7 separate regions of the Mus musculus genome follow, and all the other regions are linked to region 4. The links are chromatin contacts, called in public ChIA-PET, Hi-C, HiChIP or PLAC-seq and Micro-C maps. All regions are on one chromosome and are shown on one strand. Each heading gives the region's core, a stretch centred on a gene start, on an enhancer-like site or on the middle of the called end of the contact. The rest is flanking DNA. Distances are from core to core; before and after follow the strand shown.

The links. Hi-C and Micro-C count contacts between places; a contact is called where the count stands out from the background. ChIA-PET counts read pairs in DNA pulled down with a chosen protein or histone mark. HiChIP or PLAC-seq counts read pairs in DNA pulled down with a chosen protein or histone mark.
Region 1: an RNA polymerase II ChIA-PET map of memory CD8 T cells shows a contact between it and region 4, with 39 read pairs. The contact joins the enhancer-like site here to the promoter of Stt3b in region 4. A contact is called at or near these places in 2 of 39 promoter capture datasets (hippocampal neurons and liver) and 2 of 115 datasets of contacts at active chromatin or transcription factors (embryonic forebrain and memory CD8 T cells).
Region 2: a contact with region 4 is called in a Micro-C map of the G1E-ER4 cell line. The contact joins the promoter of Tmppe here to the promoter of Stt3b in region 4. A contact is called at or near these places in 2 of 484 Hi-C or Micro-C datasets (both in the G1E-ER4 cell line).
Region 3: a contact with region 4 is called in an H3K4me3 HiChIP or PLAC-seq map of bone marrow-derived macrophages, with 2.9 times the contacts expected there. The contact joins the enhancer-like site here to the promoter of Stt3b in region 4. A contact is called at or near these places in 2 of 39 promoter capture datasets (the C10 cell line and pre-B cells) and 3 of 115 datasets of contacts at active chromatin or transcription factors (bone marrow-derived macrophages, large pre-B cells and memory CD8 T cells).
Region 5: an H3K27ac HiChIP or PLAC-seq map of extraembryonic endoderm stem cells shows a contact between it and region 4, with 5 times the contacts expected there. The contact joins the enhancer-like site here to the promoter of Stt3b in region 4. A contact is called at or near these places in 3 of 39 promoter capture datasets (hippocampal neurons, liver and pre-B cells) and 2 of 115 datasets of contacts at active chromatin or transcription factors (extraembryonic endoderm stem cells and large pre-B cells).
Region 6: an H3K27ac HiChIP or PLAC-seq map of acute myeloid leukemia shows a contact between it and region 4, with 6 times the contacts expected there. The contact joins the enhancer-like site here to the promoter of Stt3b in region 4. A contact is called at or near these places in 4 of 39 promoter capture datasets (the C10 cell line, embryonic stem cells, hippocampal neurons and 1 more), 1 of 15 datasets of contacts at CTCF or cohesin (large pre-B cells), 7 of 484 Hi-C or Micro-C datasets (adipose-derived mesenchymal stem cells, cerebellar granule neurons, cerebral cortex and 4 more) and 16 of 115 datasets of contacts at active chromatin or transcription factors (acute myeloid leukemia, astrocytes, bone marrow-derived macrophages and 12 more).
Region 7: a contact with region 4 is called in a Hi-C map of B cells, with 14 read pairs. The contact joins the promoter of Tgfbr2 here to the promoter of Stt3b in region 4. A contact is called at or near these places in 1 of 39 promoter capture datasets (embryonic stem cells), 2 of 484 Hi-C or Micro-C datasets (B cells and the MNK3 cell line) and 9 of 115 datasets of contacts at active chromatin or transcription factors (astrocytes, bone marrow-derived macrophages, effector CD8 T cells and 6 more).

What each region holds. Positions count from the first base shown.
Region 1 is chr9:116,089,568-116,093,660 of GRCm38.p6, reverse strand. Tgfbr2 (transforming growth factor, beta receptor II) reads left to right here. Exons shown (of 8, transcript NM_009371.3): 7 at 588-715; 8 at 3,104-4,093. The coding sequence ends at 3,283. Among named protein-coding and RNA genes, the nearest start is that of Gm31014, 37 kb to the right of the region's middle. Within about 2 kb of position 1,555, at least 43 of the 459 cell types and tissues checked have an H3K27ac peak or open chromatin away from gene starts, as enhancers often do. A contact at or near this core is called in liver and memory CD8 T cells, where this site is marked.
Region 2 is chr9:114,399,673-114,403,694 of GRCm38.p6, reverse strand. Tmppe (transmembrane protein with metallophosphoesterase domain) reads right to left here and starts at 2,600. Exons shown (of 2, transcript NM_001200002.1): 1 at 2,426-2,600. Glb1 (galactosidase, beta 1) reads right to left here and starts at 2,617. Exons shown (of 16, transcript NM_009752.2): 1 at 2,426-2,617. The coding sequence starts at 2,503.
Region 3 is chr9:116,132,209-116,136,455 of GRCm38.p6, reverse strand. All of the region lies in intron 2 of Tgfbr2 (transforming growth factor, beta receptor II), which reads left to right. Among named protein-coding and RNA genes, the nearest start is that of Gm31292, 11 kb to the left of the region's middle. Within about 2 kb of position 2,630, at least 29 of the 459 cell types and tissues checked have an H3K27ac peak or open chromatin away from gene starts, as enhancers often do. A contact at or near this core is called in bone marrow-derived macrophages and pre-B cells, where this site is marked.
Region 4 is chr9:115,308,984-115,312,785 of GRCm38.p6, reverse strand. It overlaps Stt3b (STT3, subunit of the oligosaccharyltransferase complex, homolog B (S. cerevisiae)), which reads left to right and starts at 2,318. Exons shown (of 16, transcript NM_024222.3): 1 at 2,318-3,034. The coding sequence starts at 2,730.
Region 5 is chr9:116,207,092-116,211,078 of GRCm38.p6, reverse strand. No RefSeq gene overlaps it. Among named protein-coding and RNA genes, the nearest start is that of Gm4668, 20 kb to the right of the region's middle. Within about 2 kb of position 2,373, at least 23 of the 459 cell types and tissues checked have an H3K27ac peak or open chromatin away from gene starts, as enhancers often do. A contact at or near this core is called in extraembryonic endoderm stem cells, where this site is marked.
Region 6 is chr9:116,057,219-116,061,160 of GRCm38.p6, reverse strand. All of the region lies in intron 14 of Gadl1 (glutamate decarboxylase-like 1), which reads right to left. Among named protein-coding and RNA genes, the nearest start is that of Gm31014, 4.7 kb to the right of the region's middle. Within about 2 kb of position 2,495, at least 55 of the 459 cell types and tissues checked have an H3K27ac peak or open chromatin away from gene starts, as enhancers often do. A contact at or near this core is called in acute myeloid leukemia and bone marrow-derived macrophages, where this site is marked.
Region 7 is chr9:116,173,340-116,177,173 of GRCm38.p6, reverse strand. Tgfbr2 (transforming growth factor, beta receptor II) reads left to right here and starts at 1,811. Exons shown (of 8, transcript NM_009371.3): 1 at 1,811-2,230. The coding sequence starts at 2,137. Gm40582 (a long non-coding RNA gene) reads right to left here and starts at 1,530. Exons shown (of 3, transcript XR_871320.3): 1 at 1,438-1,530; 2 at 1,155-1,263; 3 at 1-463.

The sequences.
Region 1 (4,093 bases), core at 306-2,805, 780 kb before region 4:
GAACTCCATTCCTTTGGAGGGCGAATGTTCCCATGAAATTGAACATCATTTATTGAGTCTGTTTTATTACTGTGGGCCTGTGGAGGACAAGAAGCTTTGAAATACATACAGCTTTTAAAAAGTATTTTATTTTAATTAATTAATTATTTATTTTTATTATTTTGTATGTATGAGTATTTTGTGTTTTGTTTGTATGTTTGTGGTATGAGTTTGTCTGTGTACCATGGTATGTATGATAATCTGTTTCTTCCCTTAGAAAAAAAGTATTCTCCCCGCCAACTGAGAGTGCCTGCGTTATGGGAAAGCTGGTTTCCTGTCTGCCTTATTCCCTAGGTGTCAGCTATTAGCATGATGTCTAGAAGGATTGAACAATCAATCACCGAATGGACTATGTCCCAGCATCCTTCCAACACCACCCCTGCCTTCTTATTTTAACCCACCACCATTGCAAGTGTTCTAGCAATGGCAGGTTCATTCTGCCCTCGGGTACCTCATACTACCCAGCCAGGCTCTCACCCAGCACACTTCCCGCAGTCGTGTATGTACCCTATGCTCATCTTGTCTGTGTTTGCCTGTTCTCTTCACAGAAGTGAAGGATTACGAGCCCCCATTTGGTTCCAAGGTGCGGGAGCACCCCTGTGTGGAGAGCATGAAAGACAGTGTGCTGAGAGACCGAGGGCGGCCGGAAATTCCCAGCTTCTGGCTCAACCACCAGGTAAGGAGGGCTGGCTTCCTTGGTTCTCTGAAACTCTGTTGGGTTTGTGTTCGTAAGGAAAATTCCAGCATAAGCGAATGACCTTGAGGGTTGCATTCAGTAGGCTAACGCAGCATTCCCATAGAAAGCGCAGATAAGCACCATAGGGCACTGGTCACTTTCCCCAAGCTCTCTGGATGCAGAGTTGAGATCTGTTGCTAGCTGTGCCTCCGGTCACCTCCCAAGTCTTCACACAAGGAGCCTACACCTCATTCCCTCTGTGCTCTGACTTTGCTCCTCTGAGGTCCTTCAACCTCAGAAAGAAATATTTAGCAGTTGGAAGCAAACAGCGTTGCCAGGTAGCTGGTGTGCTCATACATGCTGGCTGTGTATGGAAACGAGAGGGACACTGTGTATGAGCTTAGGGAAGAGGAGGCTGGCTCACCACAATGGAGGACCGGAAATCAATGCAGAGGAGCCTGCAGGTGAAGGAGGTTGCCGGGCCACCTGTTGAGTGACATCCTCACAGCTCACTGTCAGAACCTGAAGTTAAGGATGCTCATAGCCGTGGTAGAGGAGAAGAGAAGAAAGGGTAGGTTGTGAGTGAGAGATGGTTGGCCACAGGTGTGATGTTCCCGAGAAAGCCTCAGTAAAGAAAGAGCTAGACCGGTATTTTTCCGATTCTTTTCCATCCAGCATAGCCCTTTATGGCTCTTTCAGATGAAGTCCTTCTTCCTTGCAGACAGTGGCTGGGAAGGTCTGCCTCAAGGCAAGGGGCGTTCAAAGGAGAGCCAGAAACAGCAAGCCAGGCACAGCCAGGAAGACAAATGGGGCAGGAAGTCTGCTCAGAGCAGCCCTGGCCCAGAGCCAGCCCTGTGATGGGGAGTAGGTGAGCCAGGCTTCCCGGGGTCAGAGTATTTACCAGAGGGAGTCTCAGGCAAATTGTCTTTGGTTCTAAAAATGCAAGGCTGTTTGTAGAATCTCAGGATTTAGAAGGCCCAGGAATGGTATGCTCCATTGAAACTCTGTCACCGTCTCTTGAAGTCTCCCCTGTAAAGTTCTCTTAATGAAGTCATTATTCATTATGATAAAATTCTGGAAAGAATTTGCATAATACATTTTTTTCTCTTAATGAGATTTGTTGCCCTATTGATTTCAAGGTAATGCTTAATATTTAATTTAATTTACAGCCTGTAATTACTGTGTCAGAACAAAATAAATGTTTCTGGTGTGGCAACAATAACACTCTACTCTTAACAGGGCCATCAATCAATACCATCAGTTAGGTGAATTATGCAATTAATCCCACATCAAGAACTGGGGGCAGGGAGGGGAACTCCCCAGAAGTTGTGAAAGTTGCTGGTATCGCCTGGCAAACACCAACTCTCCAGCAAGAGTGTTAGATGTATCTTTGCCAACAGTATGGAGATCATGAGAGGCAATGTTGACCTCCACATTGGAAAGAGCTAATCTTATTTCCACCTCTCGGGCCATGCACTTACCTTCTGATTTTCTCAAAGAACTCAAAACATTAAGGAAGACATTCTTGACACAAAATGAAATCCAGCTGAGATAGAGTGCTTTGCTGTTCTAGACAGCCTTCCGTGCGTGGGAGTGAGTTTAGCGAGTAGGGTTGTGTTGGGGAGGGCCACCTTTGAAATATCTTACAGTCAAGCATATTTGACATACAAAGACAGTCACGTCAGAGGGCCTAGCTTAATGTCAATGGAGATGACGGGGGTGTCTGAGTCACCCTAGGCAATTCTGGAAGCAACTTATAAGTCATTCTGTGAAAGACAGGCTTTACCAAATGAGCTCAGGTTAATGCCTGCCCCACTCTGGGCTTGAGGGTCCAGCTCCATTCAAACAGAAGGGTACCTATGGGCTAGCACGGTTACAGTTTGAAAGAAGAAAATCTCCAGAGGCCATGAAAGAGTCAAGGGAAAGAGAGAGCCCAGCTTAAAGTGAGGAACGGAAGTCCTTCAGACCCTGTAATGGATATATCTGTTACATTCTATACAATGTATGCCACCATGAGTAGACCCTAGGCACTGGAGAGATGGCACTATTGCAAATTAGGGTGAGGACCTGAGCTCGAATCCCCAGTACCCATGTAAAAAGCTGGTGGCCATGATGTAATCCTGTAAGACAAGCACAGAAGGAAGAGGAGGCAGAAGGATCCCAAATCAGTGAGCTCCAGGCTCAATGAGAAACCCTGTCTCAAAGAGTAAGGTGTCTTTGAGGAAGACAGCTGACAGTGACCTTTGACCCACACCTACCTACACATGAACACATAGAAAGAGTGAGCCTTATTCTGAACTGTGGACCTTGTTAATGATGTATTGATACTAACTCCATGGAGACCACCCACTGACGGTGCCCTTGGGACCCCCCTCCTTTCCTCTGCAGGGCATCCAGATCGTGTGTGAGACTTTGACCGAGTGCTGGGACCATGACCCCGAAGCCCGTCTCACAGCACAGTGTGTGGCAGAGCGCTTCAGTGAGCTGGAGCATCCGGAGAGACTCTCTGGGAGGAGCTGCTCCCAGGAGAAGATTCCAGAAGATGGCTCGCTGAACACTACCAAATAGCTTTTTCTGGGCAGGCTGGGCCAAGCCTCCAGAAGCCGTCCTCTAGCCAAAGACCAGAGGCAGCAGGATTCTCTCCTGACTGATGCTTCTGGAAAACCAAGGACTTGCTCCCTTCTTCCCCAGGAGCTGCCCCGTGTTTAGAAGCGGCAGCAGCAGCAGCAACAACCATAGCGGCGGTGGCAGCGGCGGGGGATGAGTGACAGAGAGCGTCCTATGCCTTGGAGACTGTCATGGCATAAGCTGTGCTAGCACCTCCTCAGGAAATGAGATTGATTTTTACAACAGCCAATAACGTTTGCACTTTATTAATGCCTGTGTGTAAATACGAATAGCTATGTTTTATATATATCTATATATCTATATGTCTATATCTCTCTATATATAGCCATACTCTGCAAGGAGACAAAGAAAATGATCAAATGTGTTCCCCGGGGAATTAGTTTTTATTGGAGAGCTCTAGAATGGAGCAGAAGGGACTCGGGATAGCGTTAGCACTTGACAATCAGTCACACAAGCAACGATCCCCTGACAGCAGGGTTGGGGGCACAATTGTATGAGAAGGATCCATGCCTTGCAGCCTGCTTTGGCCACAAAACACTTTGTTTTGCAATAATGACCCTCTACAGTAGGGTGCTTTATGGACCAGGGAGCTGAGCTCCAGTCCAGCACTGAGTCCCAGGATCTCCCATGTGTCTTTGCTTCTCTTGGTTGTTATCTTTGACATTCAAGCCCCACTCTGACTTGTGAACCTTCTGACTTAGCCTTGAAACTTGGCCCCATTTTTCTGCTTTTACGGGCTACCAAAAATCA
Region 2 (4,022 bases), core at 1,351-3,850, 910 kb after region 4:
GCAGATTGCAAACGGCAACGTAAGATTCTGATTTCTGGGCCTGGGGATGTAGCTCAATTTGTAGAGGACCTAGCATGAACAAAGCCCGGGTTCCACTCTCAGCACCACAGAAACAGGGCATGGTGGTGCACCCAGGTCCTCCCAGCCCCCAGGAGGTAAAGGCAGAATCGTCAAAAGTCCAAGGCTATGTTTGATTACATACCAAGTTTGAGGCCAGCCAGGGTTCATGAGAACTTCTCATTAAAAACAAAAGGGGCTGGTGAGATGGCTCAGTGGGTAAGAGCACCCGACTGCTCTTCCGAAGGTCCGGAGTTCAAATCCCAGCAACCACATGGTGGCTCACAACCATCCTTAATGAGATCTGACTCCCTCTTCTGGAGTGTCTGAAGACAGCTACAGTGTACTTACATATAATAAATAAATAAATCTTTTAAAAAAAAAACAAAAAAAAAACCAAACTCAAAAGAATAGACTTCTCTTAAAGTAATTACAGCTCTAGCCCAAAACGGAGAGACATATCTTCATACAAGTGTATTGCTTGTTAATGTGCAATCGGTTTGGCAGGAGGGGACTGGAGAGATGGCTTATCAGCTAAAAATATGGACTGTTCTTTCAGAGGTCCTGAGTTTAATTCCCAGCACCCACATGGTGGCTCACAACCATCTGTAATGGGACCCAATGTCCTCTTCTGGTGTGTCTGAAGATAGCTACAGTATAGTCACATAGAAAAATAAATAAATCTAACAACAACAACAACAGAAGGAGGAGGGAGAGGAGGAGGAGGTGGAGGCAGGAGAATCTCTGACTTCCAGGCCAGCCTGCTCTACAGAGTGAGTTCCAGGACAACCAGGGCTACAAAGAGAAACCCTGTCTTGAAAAAGGAAAAAAAAACAAAACCAACTCCCCCCCCAAAACTAAACAACCCCACACACACATTTTATTTTTTTTTGTTTTGTTCTGTTTTGTTTTTAGAGACAGGGTTTCTCTGTGTAGCCCTAGCTGTCCTGGAACTCACTCTGTAGACCAGGCTGGCCTCGAACTCAGAAATCTGCCTGCCTCTGCCTCCCGAGTGCTGGGATTAAAGGTGTGTACCACCACCACCCGGCTTTAATTTTTAATCTAGGTCTGAAGTTTGAGAGTTAACGTTGCAGATGCAAACAAACAAAAATAACTGAAAGCCAGTTGGCTGGAATTTCTTGGCTCTAATCTAACTGCTCAAGAGGGATAGCTACATAATTAAGAATTCCCGCGGAGATCACAAAGCAGCGTCTCAGGGTTCGGCTCTCACAGGGCACCTCAATTTCTTGCCTGGTGACTTACATCAGACTGGTGACACCTCCATAAATCCTTATCTCTTCCTGCCCATCCTGACACTCCAGATATATGGGTTCCTTTCCCCTACCTGTTGGAGCCTCTGCCCACTGGTTCTCAAGACCTCAAGCTCTGACGGAGCAGCCGGCACTAAATTTTCGTTCTCCTTAATCGAAAGCATTTTCAGCAACTGTTTTCCAGAAACTTAAACAAGTTTCAACTCTGGTTTTAGATAAACGTGTGCCATTTCCAAGAGTGTAATTTTTACAAGTCTACAAGGTTCAAAGTCTACTACCAAGTACTTGAACTTACCCGACTCAGTCCATCTGGAGGGCCCCAAGGTGACTCGCTCAAAGTGCAAATGAGTAGGAGCCCCGTTCCACCACGCCCTGTCCCCTTCGCAGGTTCGGTGCAGACCTCCCCAGGTGCGTGTCCCACGCGCCTCAGCCACTGCCCTGCCACCCAGACCTCGCCTGTAGCACTTGGCCTCTTCCCACCCTCCTCCCGCACCGCCAAACCCTAAAAGAAGAAAAAGGCTTCCAACAAACAAGGCGATGCACACCTCAAACTAAAAGCAGCCAGCAGGTGGCTAGCGAGAAACATGAACAGTATGTTTGAAAAGGGAGAAGTCTCTGAAAGCGAATATTCCTGTGACCCCACTGCAGGAGCCACTCCTGACCCCATTTTTTCTCCTTCCGGAGCGTTCCATGAAGCCCGAACTCCGCAAGGATCGCGCCCCACGCCACTGCCCGCGGAGCCCTCTAGCAGCCCCGCGCAGCCTGGACCCCTCTCCCCAGAAACCGAAGCTGGAAAGACTCAGGCGCACCTCAGCTAGCCCCCGACCGCGCTGCACAAACCGGGAAGCAGGTCCGTGCACACGGGACCGCCGCAGCGGAACCCACGCGCGCCAGCAACCAGGAAGGACGCGCGCCCCGCCCGTCCGGCCCGCCTCCTACGGGAGGCCCGACCACTGCCTGCGCCTCGGCGGCCTGCCTGCTCTGAGCGGGTGATCGAGGGTAACCCGGATCCCGACTTTGCAGAGCCGCGGCTTTCCTCGGCCTCTGCCCGCTTCCCAGCGGCGGAGCGTCCCCGCGCGGTGGCACCGGAGACTTACATAGATGCCGTGCGCAGCGCCCAGCAGTTGCAGCAGTGCCAGGAGCGGGAGCGGCGTACACAGGGGGACCCGGAGCATGATCGCGCCACGATGGGGTCTCTCCGTTAGGCAGTGGGCGCTCTGGCCAGCCGCTGCACCTCCGGGGGTTGTTGAGGACCCTATGCCAGGACCCGCCCCCAGCTCCGCCCCGCCCCGAGGCTCTGTGCTGCGAGTGGAGGTCCAGCCTCTGTAGGCCACGTGACTCAGAAGCAGCTGTGGTCTATGCATCTCCCACAACTGTGTTTCCTTCCGGAATGGCGGCACCCCTGAATGAGCAATGATGAAGTTCAGGGGCTGGCCATTCACAGGGGCCTTCAGCCTGTCCCGGCTGCCAGAAAAGAACTGAGCAGGGAAGAGGAAACCAGCCAGTCAGTCCTCAGTGCTCTGGCCTTAGAAGCCTAGCCCCTAAAACTCTCCCTAGCACGTGGTCTAACATTCACAAGGTGTGGTCCACAGGCCAACGAGACTTAAACATGGAAATGCAGACTCTGGGCCCCAGCCCAGAAACCCTGAAGTCCTAGACCCGGACCCAGCTCCGAGGTTCAGTGAAAGCAAAGGTGAAGAAGCACTGTAGTAGGTTACAGAGGAATTCTAAGTGTGACTCAGCTATGGCCAAGTTATTTTGAAGTGCCCTGATTTTTAATGAGAACAGTAGCCCTTCCCTCTGGCAACTTCTGATCTTCCGCCTACTGCCTCCTGAATGCTGGAAGTATAGCCATGGGTCATCACCTCTGCTTTAGTTGACGTTGACTTAAATATACATGAGATTTTCCCAGCTTTAATGAGTTGTAGTCAATAACAATATTCATTTATTTTAGGCATTATCTCATTTATTTATTTATTTATTTATTTCACTTACTTTTTGCAATGCTATCGGTGAGTCTCAGGTCCTCATTAATTCTAGGCAAGTACTCTACTATTGGGCCACACCCCTAAATCCCCTTTTTCTTTCTTTCTTTCTTTCTTCCTTTCTTTCTTTCTTTCTTTCTTTCTTTCTTTCTTTCTTTCTTTCTTTCTTTCTTTCTTTCCTTCTCTCTCTCTCTCTCTCCTTCTTTCTTTCTGTTTGTTTTTCTGAGGCAGCTTCTCACTGTGTATCTTTTTTTTTTCTGGATTTTTGAGACAGGGTTTCTCTGTGTAGCTCTGGCTGTCCTGGAACTCACTTTGTAGACCAGGCTGGCCTCAAACTCAGAAATCCGCCTGCCTCTGCCTCCCAAGTGCTGGGATTAAAGGCGTGCGCCACCACGCCCGGCCTCACTGTGTATCTTTAGCTGGCCTGGAACTCTAGAAGATAGCCTGAAGACTGGGCTGGTAGTTGTTTTTAGTGATAGAGGGTTTGGGGTGGGGATACGGGTGGGGCACGACGATGTGAGAGGGAGGCGGGAGTGAGTACTCTCAGAACCTGCACAGCGCAGCACTCCTACAGTGAGATGGGCGAATCCTGAACTCTGGGGCCAGGTAGCCTGGGTTATGCAAAGGAGAACAGTAGGACAAACGGCCTCAGAGCAGGACACACACCAGATATCATTCTCTGACCTCCACATGTACACCATGGCGCACA
Region 3 (4,247 bases), core at 1,381-3,880, 820 kb before region 4:
TGAAGCATCACAGATTAAACATAAGAATCACTGCTGTGTGCGTAAGGGCTTGGCTGGCACCGATTCTCCCTAGGGATTGGGACAGGCATATGCAGCACGACTGCCTCCCTCCACCTGTCCTCATGACCTCACGAGGTCTTTGGGAATTCTTGAGGGAGGGAGGCTTGGGATTTCACCTGTTGCTTTGAGGCTGCTGGGGCATTTGTGACCCTCCTGAAAGCATGAACTGAACAAAAGCTGGTGTTTCTCTGCTCCCTGTTCCAGAGTGAATTCGTAAAGCTTTTAACAGAATGACATGAGGCCAACACAGATGACCAATATTGCTATAGTCTGAAAGTGACTGTCTTGCCAAACAGTTTCACAAAAGGCCAGGGGGTGGCTGTCACATACAGGGAAGAGAATATTGGTCTAAAGGGAAAAGGTTGAAGGTTTATAGGCTTCCGGGAGCTGATGGGATTGTTAGTGGGCAGTGATCTCGGTCAGCTAACCTCTGTCAGGGGTTCCCAGGTCAGGGTGAATTGTATTGATCATGCCTTGTGTAAGGTTTTCATAGAGGAATCCAAGGAGGTAGAAAAGGAAGAGGAGGGAAGAAAATATCCCGACTGAACCTTAACTGTGGTACCTTCTGCTTTGCTGTAATGGTGGAAAAATGAAATAAACAAAAAGGCAAAGCGTGCCCCCAGCTGGCGCTGAGAAGTCTACATTCCCCTTATCTACTGCCCTTCCAAATGCCCACGCTTCCAAATGTGAGGTGTGGGGTGCTGTTCCCCTTTCTCTCAAAGATCAATGAAGAGACTTTCTCAGACCTCCTAGGAGGGCAGCAGGCAAGGTGATCTGTGTCATGCTGCTCTGGTCAGCTCAGGTTGTGGCAGGGAGCATCAAGAGCTTTGTGAGTTGCTCTCTTAGTTTCCCTCCCCCTCCCCTCCTCCCCCTCCCCTTCCCATTGCCCTCCCCCCCTCCCTTCCTTCTTTCTTCCTTTCCTTCCTTTTCTCTCTCTATTTTGCTGGCCCCATCTGTTTCTTTCCTGTTAGGCCTGTTTGCCCAGCACCAGCCCTAGGCACTTACCCCTGTCAACACCTCTGTTGGGTGGCTTCTGTAGCCGCTGCTGTCATCAGTCTCCTCTGCTTTTGTGGCTACCCTGTCATTGTGTCTCTGTTCTCTCACATCTAAGCTTTTGCTAGACAAGAACTGGCCACCCCGGGAAAGGAGCCGCACAGGAGCAGATGCCATCTTTGGGGGCTTTCCTCACAGGGGAGCTCTTCCCAGGGTCATTGGGAAGTTTTCCATCAGCACTGCACCAGTTTGAGATTGAAACAGGCTCTCAGGTAGCCTGTGCTGGCCTTGATCTCCCTGTGTAACCAAGTGACCATTGGGAACTTGTGATCCTCCTGCCTCTACCTACAGGGTGCTGGGATGCTAAGCATGCCTCACTTTGTTGCATTTATGTGGTGCTGAGGGGAACCAGAACTTGAGCATGCTACCAGCAGAGTCACACACTCAGCCCCTTGATTTGCATTTGTCCTGGACTTCCTCCCACCCCACCCCCATTAATTGTAGCTTAGAAATCTTAATCAACATTGCACATCAGAATCATCTGTGTAGCCTCAAAAAGTCCAGAGGCCTTGGGGCTGGAAAGATTGCCCAGAAGTTAAGAGTGCATGGTTTTCTTGCAGAGACTGGAGTTCAGTTCCCAGAACTCTTACCTAGAATCTCACAAGCATTTGTAACTCAGCCTCCACAAGGGCTCCAGCTCCCTCTTCTGACTTCCAAAGGTACCCACACCCGCATGAGTATAGAGGCTTCTATCGCCATGACTACAACAACTTATAGAAGAGAGTGTACAATCAGGCTTTAGATGGTTTTAGAGGGACAGAGTCCATCATGGTGGAACAAAGACATGGTGGTAGAGTCAGCTGAGAGCTCACATCTAGATCCACAAGTGGGAGGCTAAAAGCACAGTGAGAATGGTGGTAGTTTTTTTAAACCTCAAATCTCATCACACCTAGTTCCTCCAAGACCAAACTTACCCTCCTTGTCCTTCCCAAAGAGTTTTACCAACTAGGGACCAAGTATTCAAGTATATGAGCCTATGGGGGGGTGGGGGGCAGGCATTCTCCTAGTAACCCAAGGCCCAGGCCACCTTCAGAACCATTCAGTCAGGACATCTGAAATCCACCCAGGCTTTGCTGTTTCTCTGGCTGCTTAAGAGTAGTACTGCCTGGTCCACAGTGGGAATAGTTGGTAACCACCGATCTAGACTAAGATGTTAACATGTTAGAAGGCTAAATGGCTAAATTCCATCTCCCAAAGACTTGATTTTCTGTTGAGAAGACCATCAGAGTCTCCCAGCCAGCAAATAATGTTTAGTCCAAACACACCCAATACCAAGAGGGGGGTGGGAAATCTGATTGTGATAAATACAGTCTCCTATTTCTTTGTTTTATTATCTTGTAAGAAAATCTAAGGGATCGAATGAATTGTTTCACAAATGGATCCAAACATAACCATTGCAGAAAAAAAGTATATCCATTGTTATGTTGCTACCAAATTTAAACAAGGTCCGGAGCCCATTGAGGCCTATATTTTTAGCTAAGCAGAGAACGTTCTGCAAGACATTGAGGATTTCAAAATAGTTTCTTACCTAAAAATATCCTTCCCGAAATGAGCTAGAGGCTAGAGAGGGATGAATGGGCTTGCTTTTTTCCTTCTTCTTCTGTGTTTACTGTTACCACAAGAAAGCAGATCTTAAATATATAAGCTTGTATTTTTAGAGACCCAGGAAGCAGGTGTTGTGCCCAGGCAACAAAGAAGGTCACAGGGTGAAATGCTGAAGACAGAAATCTAAGATTCACAGCAAGGAAAGTAACTGTCGGGAGGCAGGCATTGGAGTTGGTACCTTCAGGGCAGGAGTAAGCTAACACCAGGGGAGTGAGTGAGTACAAGGGGCCCTCTCAGACCTCCCGAAGGGGACCTCTTGCAGAAGTCCCTCCCTTTTGCCTCAGGGCCAGCGCCTGTCCTTCAGCCCCATGCAGCCCAAGTGTCTAATCTTTAGTGTGGTAAAGAAAATGAGTTAACTCTTCTCTGTTTGCTGGAGTGCATGGCAGGGTTGTCTTACTGGTCAACTGCAAGATGTTGCTAACAAACTCAATTCCTCTCTGCTTAACGACTACATACCATGTGACCAGCCGCCTCCCACTGCTTCTGCCTCCCCTTGGTAGACTATACCCTCAAAGGATGAGCCAAAAGCCTTCCTTTAAGTTGCTATTTTCCTGGGTACTTGGTCTCATCAGTGAGAAAAGGAACTAAGACAGATTCCATATGGCGGGTTCTCTTCGACACACTGGAGATAGTGTCTGAACAAGGTAGACCGAGGCTCTCGGAAATATAATTGTTGGCAAGTTATTAGGGAGTGCGTGACCCACATAGCCTGACCAACAATCAAACAGAACCATTCGGTGGTTATTAGCTGCCCACTTTAGGATGAAGAGTATTGTTTAATTAGAGACCAAAGGTGGCAGAAACGAACACTGAGGATTGAGCTAATGCGTTGAGGCTGTCATACCCTCCAATGTGAGGAATGAGGGTGAGAGAGCTGGGGTGACTGTGGTGTGGGGGGATGTGGTCTGAGAAGTGTCAGGTCACTAGCAGGTCCTTGAGGTGTAATCAGATTTCCAAGGAGAGCCAGTAGAGCAGGGGTGGAAGGCAGTGGGGAAACACAAGACAGTGTGGGCAGAGTCAGGGAGCGAATCTGGGAGGAGACATAAGCCTGGCCGTTCCTAGCCCTCACCTGAGAGAACTGTCATGGCCTTTGCACAGGGGATGGTTCCACCACTGTCCTCGGCCCCTTCTTTACTCTTCTAGGTGGAAAATTGACTCCACCTCAAGGACTTGCAGACAGCCTCCAGCTTCTCTGACCATACCCCTGTCCCCTCTGCTTTCTCATCCCTCATTCCTCACATTGGAGGGTACAGCCATCTGCCTGGGACCACATCAGCTCAACCACTAGCATCTGTCACTGCCACCTCTGTATTTCACTGTGGTGGTGACCTCCCTGCCCACTTGGGCAATGACTTTTCTAGTGTCTCCATCTTACGTGCGCACCTCTAATCGATTCCCGTGAGCTGGTCTGATCTGTTTACTTATTTATTTTAGACAGGGTCTCATGTACCCTGGACTGGCTTTAAAGTCCATATACATAGCAGAGGATAACCTTGAACTCTTGACTCTCCATCCTCTACCTGCAAAGG
Region 4 (3,802 bases), core at 1,069-3,568:
CTCTGAGCCATCCTTTCTGCGGTTCTGCTTCCTCGGGTAACGCTCCCATCCGGTTGTCCATCAGTCTTCCCTGGACTGCTCCTCCAGTGTTTGCCACAGTTTACACAGCAGGCGTACCTGGAGCTGACTGACGTGGGTGGGAGGACAGGACCACTGCTCTCCAGTTCCCCGCTAGAGTACGTCCTCATGCTTTCCCACGGGCTCCTTCTTTGTCCTTGTCCACATCATGACCCTGAGTTTCCTTATGTTTCTGAACCGTGTTCCGCAGTGTTCTCAGATAAACTCACTTTATATTAAGGAGCCACGCAAGTATGAAGACTTCAGTTTGAATTCCCAGAACCATAAAAGGCTGGCTATGACCGCAGGTGCCTATAATCCCAACGCCCTGAGGCAGTGGTTCTCAACCTTCCTAATGCTGTGACCCTTTAATACAACTCCTTGTGTTGTGGTGACCCCCGATTATAAAAATTATTTCTGTTGCTACATCATAAGTGCCATTTTGCTACTGTCATGAGTCACCATGGAAATACTTTTGGAGATAGAAGTTTGACACAAGGATCAAGACCCACAGGTTGAGACAGGAGGCTAACCTGGTGTGTCAAAAGGACCAACATCTGAGCATGTAATTTGACCTCCACATGCTATGCCTTAGTACATGTATGCCCACTCTCACACACAAAGATGAAGGGATGGTCCCACACAGGTGACTTGTGTTTTATAATTTATTGTTAATTGTTTCTACTCCCCTTCACATGGGGCCTCCCGCGATTAAACAGCCAAGAGGAAGAAGACAGAGAAACTCATCAGGGAACATCTGCAACACCAGAGACACCCAAAATGTCTAAAATGAGAGTCGTCAGATAAATTCTGTTATTTTAGATTAATAGAACATTGGCTCATGAAACATGGGCAAAAATAAACGCTGCCATTTTAATGTGCACTTTTCTGAGAAAGGCCATGTCACCTCTTTGTTCTAAGGGATTGGTTAATATTCCACTATGAATCTCATTAAAATTTACATGTTTAATAAATGTTGGATATTAAAATGGTGGTGAGGAGGTCTATTTATGGAAGCTGTTCATTTTCCCTGATGAGAGTCTATTTATTTTTATAAGGAAACCGGCAAAGTTAATCACCAGGTTGGGAGTGGCTGAGCCTATTAGTTAGGTACATTTGTTCATTTACCTAACCTTTGACAATGAGCAACGGAACATAATTTTATTTTGCAAATTTACAGGACTTAATCTTTACACACATTTTAAAGATTCTGGTGTTCCCTAACAAGATGGACAGTTGTGAATGTACACGAGAAACCAGTGAAATATTAGCCGGCCCTTGTTTCTACATTAACCTCTGTACCTGCCAAGAGGGCTTCTAACACTGCAATGACCCTCCGGATCTTTAGTTCTGACTTTTGTCCTTTTGGGGATGGGCGGAGCTAGTTGTGGAGGAAGGAGAAGGTACAAGCAAACTGCCCCAGACAAGGAAAAGTTCCTACGTTTCAGTTGGCTAGAGTGAAAATTGGGCAATAGCTAATACAGTCCAGGAAAAGTTAATTTGGTGACGGAACGTAGGCAGGTGTAAATAATGAATTCTTGCAGTCAAAAGATTGAGCTGCAAAAAAAAAAAAAAAAAAAAAAAGTCCTGGAGAACACAGCAAAAAGAATGTGACATTTATGTGTGTGTCCGCCTGGCTACATCTTACTGCAGCTCGGACGACATCTGCCCACTCCAAGTTTTCAGAGCAGCAGGGCGGGGACAGAGAATGTAGCGACCCAGCCACTCACTCTGGCACGTTCAGCACAGCGGCTGGACCCACGCGCCTAGGGCCCCGCACCGCGCCTGCGCGCCCCGTCACGTGGCGGGCGCCCCGCGCTGAGCGGGTTAAAAGTCACGGCCGCCGAGCACCCGGCCAAGCCGTGCTCTCTGTTCCTTCGGTCGACTGGGACGTGGGACCTTCTGCTGCTCGAGTCGGAATCCGCGCGGGGAAGCGAGCCGAACCTCCTGGTGCCCTTCCCCAGGGCCCCGAACGGGCTCGCGCGCGAAACCGCGTCTTTCAACTGACAATGAAATCGTAGCCACGGCCGGCGGCGAATAGGCGGGAGGCCGCGAGGCGGAGGGGGTGGAGGGCCATTCAGCCGAAGCCCCGCCCAAGGCCCCGCTCGCGCTCCTATTGGCGCACGCCGCCATTCCGGCCCCGCCCCTTAACGGACCTGTCGCTCTGTGACAGGCGGAGGGGCCAGTTCCTGTTGGGCGAGGGGGCGGAGTCAAAGGTTGCCTGAGCTCCGCCCGGACTCCAGGGGGCTCCTCCCCTTTTGTGCTCCTCGCGGCTGGGCGGGCGGGGGAATGTCATTGCCGCTCCGAGCCGCCGCTCCTCTGGCGCCCTCGTCCCGTCGGCTCTCGCCGCCACCGCCGCCTCCTCAGCCGCACGGGGGACACGGATGGCTAGTGGGGCGCAGGGGCCTTTTGGGTTGAGACCGCGACGGTCGCGGCCACTGTTGAGGCGGAGACTTCGGATCGCTGCCGCCTCCACCACCCCCAGTGTCCCGGCCTCGCGGTGCTGAGGGCGGGAGCGCGCCCAGCTCTTCCTCCGCCTCCGCCTCCTCCTCCTCCTCGTTGTCGTCGCCGTCGCCCTCCTCCTCCTCCTCTGGGTCTCCGCCCAGCACCCCTCGCTCCAGGCGGCGGCGGTGGCCGCGGAGGACGAGCGAGACCCGCCGCCGGGGCACAACATGGCGGAGCCCTCGGCCCCGGAGAGCAAGCACAAGTCGTCCCTCAACTCGTCCCCGTGGAGCGGCCTCATGGCTCTGGGGAACAGCCGCCACGGGCACCATGGGCCCGGAACCCAGAGCGCGTCCAGGGCGGCGGCGCCGAAGCCGGGGCCCCCCGCGGGGCTGTCCGGGGGCTTGTCGCAGCCGGCCGGGTGGCAGTCGTTGCTCTCCTTCACCATCCTCTTCCTGGCCTGGCTGGCCGGCTTCAGCTCGCGCCTCTTCGCCGTCATCCGCTTCGAGAGCATCATCCACGAGTTCGACCCGTGGTGAGTGTGCCCGCCCTTCCCCCGCAGGCAGCCCGCGGTCCCCGTTTGTCTGGAGCCCCTCGGATCCCACCCGGTCTCCCGCGGGCCGGGCCGGGCGCGCCCCCTGCCCGCTTGGCGAAGTTTGCCTGGGAGCGGAGCCTGGGTCCTCGGCCGCCGGGGTGGGCCGGCTCCGCGCGGCGCCTCTTCGCCGCCGCGCCCCGGCTTGCTCCGGGGGCCCCCTTCCCCACGCCCTCTCCGCCGCAGCTTTGCGCCTTGTTGCATTTTATTTCATTTCTCTCCTTCCTGCCATCGGAGCAGCCCCGGGATTGCCTTCTGGCTGCTGGTGGTGACTGGAACCCCTTGTCCGCTCAGCCTCGCAGTTTCATGCTTTCTTTCCGGGAGAGTGGAGTGTTAGAATGTAGGGGGGGAAAATATTATCCCGAAAGCGAGCGCAGTGGTAGCGCCTCGTGTTTTTCCAGCACCAGGTATTTTCCGGAGTGTCTCTTTCCCCCCTAAGGCCCTTAAGTGCTCTCAGCTCGCCACACTATTTGCACAGTTGTATTGCGTTGCTTTTTAGAGCGAGATCGTTTTTCTGTTAGCTGAACTCTCACCCTCGTTGTTGCTACAATATCCGACTGGGTTGCATGAGTTCTTTTATTGGTGTCTGCTGGAAGGTCTGTGGAGAAGAGAGCAAGCCGTACCACAGTGCTGAGAGTCTAGATTGTGGTGCCGAAGTTGCACGCTCTGCATGGCACTCACTGGTTTTAGGGACTTAACTTCGAACACTGA
Region 5 (3,987 bases), core at 1,124-3,623, 900 kb before region 4:
CTTGCTCCCCGTGGCTTGCTCAGCCTGTTTTTGTATAGCACCCAGGACCACCTTCCAGAGGCAGCACCACCCACAGTGGGCTGGGCCCTCCCACACCAATCACTAATTAAGAAAATGCCACACAGACTTGCCCACAGGCAAATCCTATGGAGGCATTTTGTTTTTCAACTGAGAACCTCTTCTCGGATGTTCTAGTCTGTGCCAAACTAACATAAAGCAAGCCAGGAGCCTTCTTTACCTGCCCCTACCCTTAAAGTTTCTTTTTGTTCCTCTTGAGCCTCTTTCCAGTTTCCTGGCCCCTACACATAGGTACCCTCACCTCAAGACACACAACATATAATGTAGGAAATACCAGTTAGATATATAGATGTCTAGAACTCTTCAAAGGCGGCTCCAGTAAGCCGAGCTTATCTGTTGAAACCCTCTACCTGCTCTGCTAATCTCCCCAACCTAATTTCTAGACTGCTTGTCCAAAATGTTATTCATTAAAAGATCTTTTGGGGAGGCCTGGAGACCAGAAAAACATCCAAGAGAAGGAGTGGTAGGGGCCTAAGGGGAGGAATGGTTTTTATTTGTTTGCAGCTCAGGTTGGCTTTGAACTCTCAACCCTCCTGCCTCAGCGGCCTGTGTGCTGGAATTACAGCTGTGCACCATGAGGTCTGGCCTCAAAAGCAAACTGAAAACTTGCTCCATGTATAAAACGGTCTGCTCTTGTCTCATCCCCCTCCCTCAAGCGGGCAAGGATTTATCCCCTGAGGTTTCAGATCCTATACTAACAGGCTGCCTCAGGTGTAACTTACTATACACGAGTCTTCTTCCTCCTTGGAAAGCATGAGGGCATCGTGCCTGTTTTACTCAAACAATAAAGTAGATTGCATTCTTGATGGTCTTTAAACACACATTAAAATAAAATAAATTGATTTCTTTTGGGAACTGATTTTTTTCATGGTTTTATGGGGTGCCACTTAAAAAAAAAATTCACTCACACAACTACATGCCAAGAAAGCAGTGCCCTAAAGCCATGAGAGAGGCGTGTGTGGCAGCCTCTTGGCTCAGGACCACGATCCTAGCCCACACTTTGTATTTTAACAAGCAGATATACCACCCACTGCTTAATAATTATACTCTAATTTTCTGATGCTATGCAACTCATAGCAAGAAACTCCGAGACTCCAAGCACCTTGTCCTTTATGAAAAAGAAAAAAAGATTAACTGCAAACTATTTTTTTAAGTTGTTTAAACAAATGCTATGCAGTGTACATTTTTTTCCTACTGAGCCTGTGGGGGAGGGAAGAGAGAGCACAGGTGAAACTAGGCTGTCTGGGAACTTAGGACTAAAATATTTCCGGAAAAATACCTAGTAACGTCATTTTGGACAAAAAGTATAACTGGCTTGAACTTGGCCTTCACTCTCAGTTAATGCATATTGTTTCCTGTAGAGGATGAAAATATATAAAGGAATAAAAATAGAAGATAGAAGATAGCTAAGATACAGATAGATGATACATGGCAGAGATGCTAAAGATAGATTAGATAGACAATTGATAAAAAGATAGATAGATAGATAGATAGATAGATAGATAGATAGATAGATAGATAGATAGAGAGAGAGAGAGAGAGAGAGGTAGGTAGGTAGGTAGGTAGGTAGATAGATAGGTGATAAATGATTAATGGTAAATAATAGAGTTAGGCAGATAGATAGATAGATAGATAGATAGATAGATAGATAGATAGATAGATAGATAGATGCATAATTGAGATGTATGACAGACAAGTAGAGATGACAGATAGCTAATAACTACAGTTGGGACCCCAGGGTCTAGGCTCAGAGGCCCAATTTGTGTGTACTCTGCCGTGTCATACAAAAGAAAACCATTGGTAGAATGGAAGAATTGGTCAGGACAGACAGATTCAACTCCCTACCCTCTTCTACCCATAACCCCCTCCTTGGGTGATGAGTTTTATCCTTCTGTAATTTCTTCCATGGACTTCTTCAAGGCCATAGGCAGTAGGTCTCCCTCTGTGAAGTCAGTTGTGTTGTAGTGCCATTTCTAAATTCACTGACATTTAAAAACACAGGTCTAGTCCTTCCTCATGTTATGTGGAAACTTCAACACAGACAGGCTGGGGGTCTGTTCCACACAGGGAAATGCTAATAAGAGAGGAACTGGTGTAAGTGTGCCATGCTCTGAGAAACTCACACTCCATTGGCCATAAGGTCAAGTTCAAAGTCAAGAGCAGCATCTGGGCAATGCTTGCCTTTCTCCTAGGAGGGACAGAAAGAACTTGGGGATGTGTGGGTAAGCACTTCTCCATAGGAAGATGGGGTAAATGATTAACAACAACAACAGCTAGAATGCCGGCTCCTTGCCAGCAGGTCCAGGTGAGAAGAGAGAGGTCTTGGTCCTGCCGGGGTCTCTCTGGGACTGAGCAGGATGGCGAGTGTGATGGTCCAAAAGAAAAACATGCAGGTCGGGAGTCTGTCAAAGCAGGAACTCAACTTTACGACATCAGCCTCTCGCTTATATAAGTTTGGAACATAGGGAGGGGGATTTTTGGTGGGATAAAATGATGTAGGAGGCGTGGAAGGGTGACAGAGGGTATGGAGTGACGAACAGAACCAATGGCAAAGCTCTACATCAGCAACGGCAGGGCAGAGGCAGGGCCAAACAGGTCTTGCTGAGTCACCCCGATACGGAAATGACTGATAGAGATCTCAAAACTCAGGCACGGGTTTGTCCTCAAGGCCCAAACCAGGGCCAAAATGGGGCCCAACACTAGAGCATCGGCAACCAAGTTATGTCAGAACAAAGGCCGATTATCTAGAATTTCGTGAACAGCAAACTACTTCTAAGCCTCATGATAAGGCCTTAGTCATGCAAAGGGATTGCCTTCCTCTCGTGGGACAAAGGTGGCAGGGTGAGCTGGGACACTGTCATACAAAACATAGCTTACCCTTAATTTTCTCCATCATCCACTCGGGCAACATCTACCACAGACGTGGGAGTTACAGGCTCCGTCTCAAACCCATGCATATTTGCTAGACAGAAATGAAGGTGAAGGAGCAGAGAGGAAAGAAACTCAGCAGCTGCCTCCTCCTTTCAGGGATGATAAAGGAGTGCCCCTCCTCCAGCACCTCTGAGACACCGCTCCCATCTCAGTGCTCAAGATGGGCTCACTGAGTCTGGACTGCAAAGAAACTAGGGTTAAGCTCTTTTTTTATACTTGAATTATTGTTTGTTTGTTTTAATAATGAGCTAGAAAAAAGGTGCAAAGCTGTAAGGATCATATCAAAAGTTCCACTTAGTATTTAGGTGATGTCCTTCAAGGACAGCACCTTAGCTAACTGCTGGGATTAGTGAGACTGAGAAGTTTTTCTCGATCGCAATTAGCTGGACTGAACCATTAGGATTTCACAAGTTCAAACATTTTTTTTTTATGTGTGTGAGTGTTTCTCCTGATGCCTTGGAACTGGAGTGAATGACAGTTATGAGCCTTTAGGTAGGTGCAGGCAACCACAGTCAGGTCTTCCACAAGGGCAGCAAATGCTCTTCACCACTAACTCCTCTCTGGTTTCAGCAGGTCTATCATAGATTTACTCCCAGATGTTTATATCTGCATGCCTAGAGCTTCTGCTATTTGATCCCACTGGGAGTCATAGAATTTGAGCTGAAATTGTTCCTCCACTACAGAAGAATTCCAGAATATGTGTGTGTGTGTGTGTCCAGATGTGTGTGTTATATACACTGAAGCTCTGAACAAAATCAAGGATGCTGCTAGGAAGGAAGGAGGGGAAATGGATTTGGGGTAGGAAAAGAACAGTATCTGCCACAAAGAACTGTTGCTTCAATTTAGAGGGAATTTCCCATGATCCTTGAGGCAAGAGTTGATTCAAGCAACCCCCATCCTTTCTTCTACCACACATATTCCTCTCGTTCTTCAGAAATCTCTCAAATAAATACTATATGGCTATGGCGTGGTTTATCT
Region 6 (3,942 bases), core at 1,246-3,745, 750 kb before region 4:
ACCCAGGCGGTTGGGACTGCCTGACTGTCTCCTTTATGAGGACTGTGAGTGAATGTGGTCTTGATTCACTGAACCAGCTAGATGCCTGGGGTCAGTAATGATGGGTCTCTCCAAACTTCCTGCCAATCAACAGAACTATTCTATGACTTCAAAATGCTTCCCATTAGAGCCACCTCAACAGTATTTACAAGGATGGCCTCCCAAATGCTCAGCCGCATGCAGACCTCATTTACTCATCTGGGGATGGGGAAAGGGAAGCCAGTTGGGGAGGGATGCTGCTTCTACATTCCCCTGGGCCAGAACACGGGCACAGATGCTATGGATTGACTCAGAACGCCATCTAGTGAAGGATAAGAGGAAGTGCAGAGAAAAAACTCCAAACTGGATCCTGATTCAATTGTCCTTTATAAAGGACTACTTTAAATCGGTCTGAAAACAGTGACAAGTGTGACTTGGAGGTGCTTACCTCTAGTGACAACTACTCAGGGGGCTGAGGAAGGAGGTCAAAGGTCAAGGCTAGCCTGGCTGCTGAGTTCAAAGCCAGCATGGGCAACTTTGGGAGACCTTGTCTAAAATAAACAATCGAATAATCAGCTAAATAACAAAATCTGTAGGAATGTGTGAACACTCTCATAGGGCTTACAAGGTACCAGATTCAATCCCTAGGACTGTCCTCTGCTCCCTGAAATAATGATGTGAGCATGAGGTGGTGGTGGTGGTGGTGGTGGTATGCATGGGGAACAGGTATAGTTTAGAAGTCACAGCTTTTGTTTGAGATAGGGTCTCTCATTGGTCTGGAACTTTACAGGGGAGCCAGGCTGACAGGCCTGGCAGCTTTGGTAGAGTCACCTGTCTCTGCTCCCATGTCACAGCACTAAGACTCCATACTGGTGACTCACCCAGCTTTTTTACTTGGGTTCTAAAGGCAGGTCCTTGTGCTGGTTCAACGCGAGCTTTACTGGCCAAGGTGTCTCCATCTCCCCAGCCTTGTGAGCTTTAAACTATGGAAGAGCCACAAAGCACGGTGACTTTAGCACAGACCAGATTCAACAATTTATCCTACCCGCCTCTTGGGAGGTAGACCAGCACGCTCTTGTGTTGGCATCTCTGAGACTGGAGTCAGCATGGCCACAGTTTCCTCCCACAGCCTCCATGGTGTGAATGGCACATAGGGGCCTGAGGAGGTGGATACCAGGGTGCCAGTGTTTTGAAGCGAGCCTCAGACAGCCATGGTGGTCTGCAGTGAAGAGGCCCTTGGGCAAGAGAACCCAGCTATCAAAAAATTAAAACTTGTCTGGCCTCAATAGTTTCTATCAGAAAAATCAGTGCCAATTGCACCTGTTTTGCAGCATGCCACACTCAAAAGGCATTCAGTAAGTACCACACCATTCAGTAACGAGTGGGGGCAGCTAAAGTTTTTAACCCCAAGAAGAGAGCTGAATATAATTCAACGTTCACATTCTTTTTTCTTTTCTTTTCTTTTCTTTTCTTTTCTTTTCTTTCTTTCTTTCTTTCTTTTTTTTTTTTTTTTTGGCTTTTCAAGACAGGGTTTCTCTGTATGCTGTGACATACTTTAGTTAGTGGGAGAAGAGGAGGGTTTGAAATTGCTGTAAGAATACATAATTAGGGATGCAGGTTTGCCCAGGGGAGACCTAATTTATGTGTGAGCCTGTTGTCATGGTTACAGCATCCACAAGACTGAAAGTGTCCTAAGTGAGATCATCCATATACTGTGGTCACCAGACCCACATAATCTACTTAAAAATGATGTTTCTGTTTTCATGCTGTGCAAGTGTAGGCTTGCACACTTGTATGCTGTGCCCGTGAAGCCCAGAAGAGGGCACTGGGTGCCCGGGAGCTGGAGTTAGGGGACAGTCATGAGCAAGAGTGGGTGTGGCTTTAAACTCTGAACCAAAATAAACTCTCGCTTCCCTAAATTGCTTTGTATTTTCTCACAGGGTAGAACAGCACCTGCCCAGGGTTTTCGCAGGAAGCAAGAGAACTGAGATGTGCCAATGGCATACCAAGGCAATCTGAAACAATGGAGAGTCCTTGTGCAAGGTCATTGCTGTGGCACCCTGCACACCTTTAATCCTATCACTCAGCAGGCAGAGGCAAGTGAATCTGTGTGAGCTCAAGTCATGTTGGTCTGTTTAGTGACTTCCAGGCTACACAGGGACACTGTGTCTACAGAAATAGTACTTGTTCTAGTGGATGGGACAATTATCTCTCAAGTTCTCGAATACATGACTACTAAGTTAGAAGATGTATAGGTGTGAGGCTATCGCTGGCTAAGCAAGACAATACCAATAAGCTGGTGGGACTTTGGCATCTACTGGGAATGGGAACTCTTCGAGGCCACTGACCCTAACCACTTCTGGGCATTCCATCATTGTACATATACAACTATCAAATCTTAGGTAGTTTCATATATGTGAAGGAGATATCCTGCCAACCAACTTCCTTTTAAAAAACTAAACACTGCCACTACCCACAAACAGACATGGTGTTTCCTCACATGCGTGAGGAAGTGACTTACGGACATTCTGATATCAGTCTTCTTGGTTGAACTGCCTAGAATAACTCTGTTTTGTCCTAGTTTTAACAAAAATCCATCTTGTGCTTCGCCCCACTGCTCCCCAGGCCCTGTTGACCATACTAAGCAGAACATAGTTTCAGTTTGGGACCTTCCATTGTTTTACAACATAAAGCAAATCAACAAGGTGCAGCCTTTGAGCCTTTGGAAACAAAACCTGCAGAAACTTCCACCCGTTGGCCTTCTTCTAGCTTGGTGTGATTGTGGGCTTGAGCCCTTTTGAGCCATGGCAAATGTAGGGAGTCCCCTCTGCAAAGGGTCTGCTCTTCACCAATCTGATCTTCACTGAGAGACCTGGAAAACTGAAACCAAAACCTAAGTCCTATTTCCCTCTCCCCAGCTCCTGGGAAGACCCTTCCAATATGAGGCAGAAAAGGCAGTGTATCAGTTTGTCTCTCACATGTGAAGTCCTCCTTTTGTGCTTTCCCCCTGGATTACAAAGTCCAGTGTGGTGCAGGGTCAGCGAATCTGTTGCTCTATTTTTATCGATATCTGAAGAGAAGCCCACAGGGACATCTTTTGGGAAGTAAATGGTAATTGTGTGCAAATGAGAAAATAAAACTTTTCATGGAATAACAGATCTCTCCAGGCGGGAAGAAGGGGCATTCCGTAGCTTCCTTTTGAAAGCAGTGCAATCATAATGAGAAGCAGCTCAAAGCCTCCATCCTAAAGGGATGTGGAAAAGGGCAGTGCCCGCTCCACGGCCAGTAAGGACCACCCAGAGCATCAAGAGCCTGGGGCTCGGGTTCCACGGCTGACCTGAGAGATGGTAAGGAGTGTGTCACCTCCGTGCATAAATGTTTAAGTTTCCTGGTGGTGAAGATATTTAAATATAAATGAGCCAAGGATAAAAAAAAAAATTTTTTTAAATGCCTATGAAATTTTACTGCCCAGGAGTCTGGATTTGTCAAAGTCGAAGCCAATGAAGCAAATTAAGCTTTGGCTTGTCTGCTGAGGGGAACAGACAGAAACTGGCACTCGAGGATGAAATTATCAAGAATTTCACTAAAAAAAGAATCTTCTTCACCTTGCTGAGAGCCAACAACCATAGGGTAGTAGTGGCCTCCCCCTCTCTCTTCCTGCCTCCCTCTATTCCTTTCTTCCTTCTAGCTGTTTCTCCCTCCATTCCTTCCTTCCTTTCTTTTAAAACAGTTTTCTGAAAAATACTCCAACATATGCTTTGAGGGCAATTAAATTTGCTGACCGATATGACACATCAAACACAGAAAGACCAAGAGGCTTCCTTGAGACGGCACAGCAGAGGAGAGCCACTCCAGCATCGCCATAGAAGATTCTAAAAAAGTGCCGCCTGCTCCTGAAAGAGTCCAGAAAATTATCATCTCTAT
Region 7 (3,834 bases), core at 562-3,061, 860 kb before region 4:
AGACAAGAACTCTTTGGATAAAAGATGACCTTTTCCTAGAAGGTGCATCCAGAAGCAGTGTTTGGTGCTGAATCAAAAACTCAGAAATCCAATTTTAACAAATTTACCCTCAGCATATGTGCATGAGCTCACACTCAGATGTGCACATACATATACACACACCCCCACACATACATACAGAGCTGGCACAGATGCATCTGAACCCCCAGTACTGGTGAAGCAGAGACAGGAGGATGTCTGGGTTGGTGACTAGCTGGTCTAGCTCATCTTCCATCTCCAGGATCAGTGGGAAGCTCATTTGAGGCAGGGAACTAGAGAGGCCGCTCTGAGATGCAGAACATGTGCAGTTTCTACAGAGACCCAGAGTCAGTTCCCGGCACTCACATAGTCACCTCCTGGATGCGTGGCTTGTGCCGCCTTGGGTGACCCGAGTTCCAGAAGGTTCTATGTCCTTTTATAGCTTCTGCAACAGGCATGCACATGATGCACATACAGACATGAAAGCAAGGTACTCACACATACAGTAAAATGAACCCTTAAAAACAAATCAGGCAGCTAGGCAGTGGTGGCACACGCCTTTAATCCCAGCACTTGGAAGGCAGAGGCAGGCAGGCAGATTTCTGAGTTCGAGGCCAGCCTAGTCTACAGAGTGAGTTCCAGGACAGCCAGGTCTATACAGAGAAACCCTGTCTCAAAAACCAAAAAAACAAAAAAACAAAAACAAAAAAACAGGCCGTGCTGCACACAGACAGGCGCACGCGCGCACGCACACACACACACTGTAGAGATTGTCTCTGGAAAACATGGTCACCCCAGAAAGAATGGAAATTTTGATGGGTCTTCCTACTGATAGCCTTTCTACCTCCAGCCAAGTATTTTCTCTCCTTACTCGAATTATCTTATCGAAGAGCGATCATTGAAAAGCAGACTCCACCACCAAAGACACTTTTTTTTGTTGTTTTTTGGGTTTTTGTTTGTTTGTTTGTTTGTTTTCCCAGACAGTATAGCTTTGGCTGCCCTGGAACTCACTCTGTATAATAGGCTGGCCCTGAACTCACAGAGACCCGCCCACGTGTGCCATCATCGTCTGGCCCCAAACATACTTTAATTTCTTTAGTTTCTTAGAGGCAACACCCTGAAAATATCAGCCCTACCTTGATCACAGAGCTTCACCCAGCAAACCACGCCCAGGAAACGGTCCTTCCAATGGGAGGCTCTACCCAGGTGCTCATTAGACATGCAGACACTCTGGGTTCAGACCTACTGAACCAGAACCTGCAGGTTAGCTAAATTCACAACCCAACGTGATTAATACGCACATTAAACTCTGAGACAAACTCCTGGATTTTGTTCCACAGTAAAAAACAGTCCTTTACAACGTGATCACACATGCATGTACATAAAACTGAAACTAAGCTCTAGTGAAGAAGTGCTTACCTTTATTTTATTAGGGGAAGCAACGTGTTCGGGACTCTGAAGCTACATTTCAGAGCTCTCTCCTGGGTCTCAATGGAATTATGAAGCCCCTGGGAGTAATGCCTAGAAGGTGTGGGGGTGCCTGGAGGTGTATCAAGGAAAGTGGTTTACACCACTTTCGAGCTTGTTTTGCGAAAAGTGCGCTTAGTCACTTCTGAGTTTGAACTTGGAGCCCAGACTTGGCGGGGTGGGGGTTGCGTGGGAGCGCTGGGAGTGGGCAGCTAAAAGTTTGTAGAGTCCAGGCAAGGTCCAATCCAGCGGCCTTGATTGGCGGCCGGAGGAAGGCGAGGGCTGGAAGCTGGAGGAGAGGGCCGGAGCTGGAAGGCTCTCCGGCGGCGAGAGGTCCTGCCCAGCTGTTGGCGAGGAGTTTCCTGTTTCCCTCTCGGCGCCCGGGTAAAGTTGATGAGTGAGTCACTCGCGCGCACCGACCGACGACACCCCCCGCGCGCGCACACGCTCGCCTGGGGGACGGAGCCCCAGCCTCCTGCTCAGCTCTCCTCGGCCGCCGGGGGCCTCCTCCGGGCCTCCGAGCTCCGGGGATCGCCGGCCACATCTGGCCCGCATCCTGAGAGGGCGAGGAGTAAAGGCGCAGCCCGGGGTCCCCGAGGCTCGGTTCGTGGCGCACCAGGGGCCGGTCTATGACGAGCGACGGGGGCTGCCATGGGTCGGGGGCTGCTCCGGGGCCTGTGGCCGCTGCATATCGTCCTGTGGACGCGCATCGCCAGCACGATCCCGCCGCACGTTCCCAAGTCGGGTGAGTGAGTGGCCAGGGCGCGACCCTGGGGGTTCACTGGGGCTCCCCGCTCCTCCTCCAGCCCCCAGGGCAGCGATTGACAGTCGGCCGCGGGACCCGGTGCGAGAGCGGAAACGGGAAGTTTGTAGCGGCCCGAGTCGGTTCAGGCCCGCGGGGATCCGGGCAAGATCTCTCGCAAAAGAGCAGGACAGTCCACTTGCAGGGGACTTGGGGACGCTCCTGACCCCCTTTGTGCGCGCACGAAAGGCCAGGTCGGCCGCGAGGGGCCTGGAGCCCCGGAAAGGGAAGTTTAAGAAGTTGGAACTTGGAGGAGCATCGGCAGGGGACTGGACGCCCAGCTGCTGCACACCTGGGCCGCTTACTGCCCTAGACACCGCGACTGAGCCAGACTCTCAGTCCTCAGCTTTGCCATCTCGGGAGGGATTCTGGGCCGTGACTCACTGGATACAAGTTAGAGAAGAGAACTGATCTCTATCCTCGCTGATTCCTGGCCTGCCGGGATGAGGACCCAGTGAGGGTGGTCAGGTTGATGGCTGAGAAAAATCTAGTGCATGCCTACTAAGTGATGGACTATAGGGATGCTGCCTGGAATGAAAGATCTCAGCAGCTACTATTCAATGGAAACACCTAACCCAGGTTGTCCTCCAGGTCCCATCGCAGGGGTTAGTTAAGGGAGAAAAGCAGGCTCTAGGGCTCCTTCCTAAGGGTTTGCTTGGAAAGTTTAAAATCTGGCATTTTAACTCTAAAGTTAGAGTTAGGGCCACGATCTGGGCAAGTCACATGACTCTGGGCCTCAGTTTTCCCTACTGTACAATGCAGTGGTTCAGTTTGTGAAAGTTTACACTCTTTTCATCACTGGCTTTCCATGACCTTCCCTAGTAACTAAGAGGATGGCCAGGGTCGATTTGGGGTGAAATGCAGAGATTGCGGTGGCCGTGTGTGTGTGTGTGTGTGTGTGTGTGTGTGTGTGTGTGTGTGTGTTGGGGAGCGCGGAAGTAGGGTGCAAGAGAGCTCGTTGCAGACATCGGTAGTTGAGGTGATTTAAGAGTTTTGGATCGTGTTGCAAACAGCAGTGGACCATTTCAGAAGGGAAGAGCCACACAAAGGGAAACAGCAAAAATCCTAACAGGTTTTAGTCCTGTTGCTTCATAAAGTCCGCGTTCGTGTCGTTGGTTTCCATTGAAGTGCAGTTCCAGAAAGGTCAACTGTCTCTCATGTTAACCCAGGCCCTTAAAGCTGGCTTGGGAGATTTAGCTCAGTGGCTAAGAGTGTTTGCTGTGCAAGCTTGAGGACGTGAGTTCAAATCCCGAGGGCCCATATGCAAAGTTGGGTGTGGTTCTTTGCCAGCCCAGCACTAGTGAGAGAAGACTGGAAACCCTTTGGAAATTGCTCGATGCCAGGTTAGCTCTAGGTTCGGAGAGAGACTCAAAGAGAGTGATAGAGACTCATGGAGAGTGACAGAGGACCCCTGGTCTCCTCCTCTGCCCCTTCCTGTGCTCACAAACCCTACCCCAAGCACATATAGACACACACAAGAAAAAAAAATTAAAAGAAAAAAAAAACCCTGCTGGGTTTTGCTGAAGACCATCAGAAAGAATATCCTT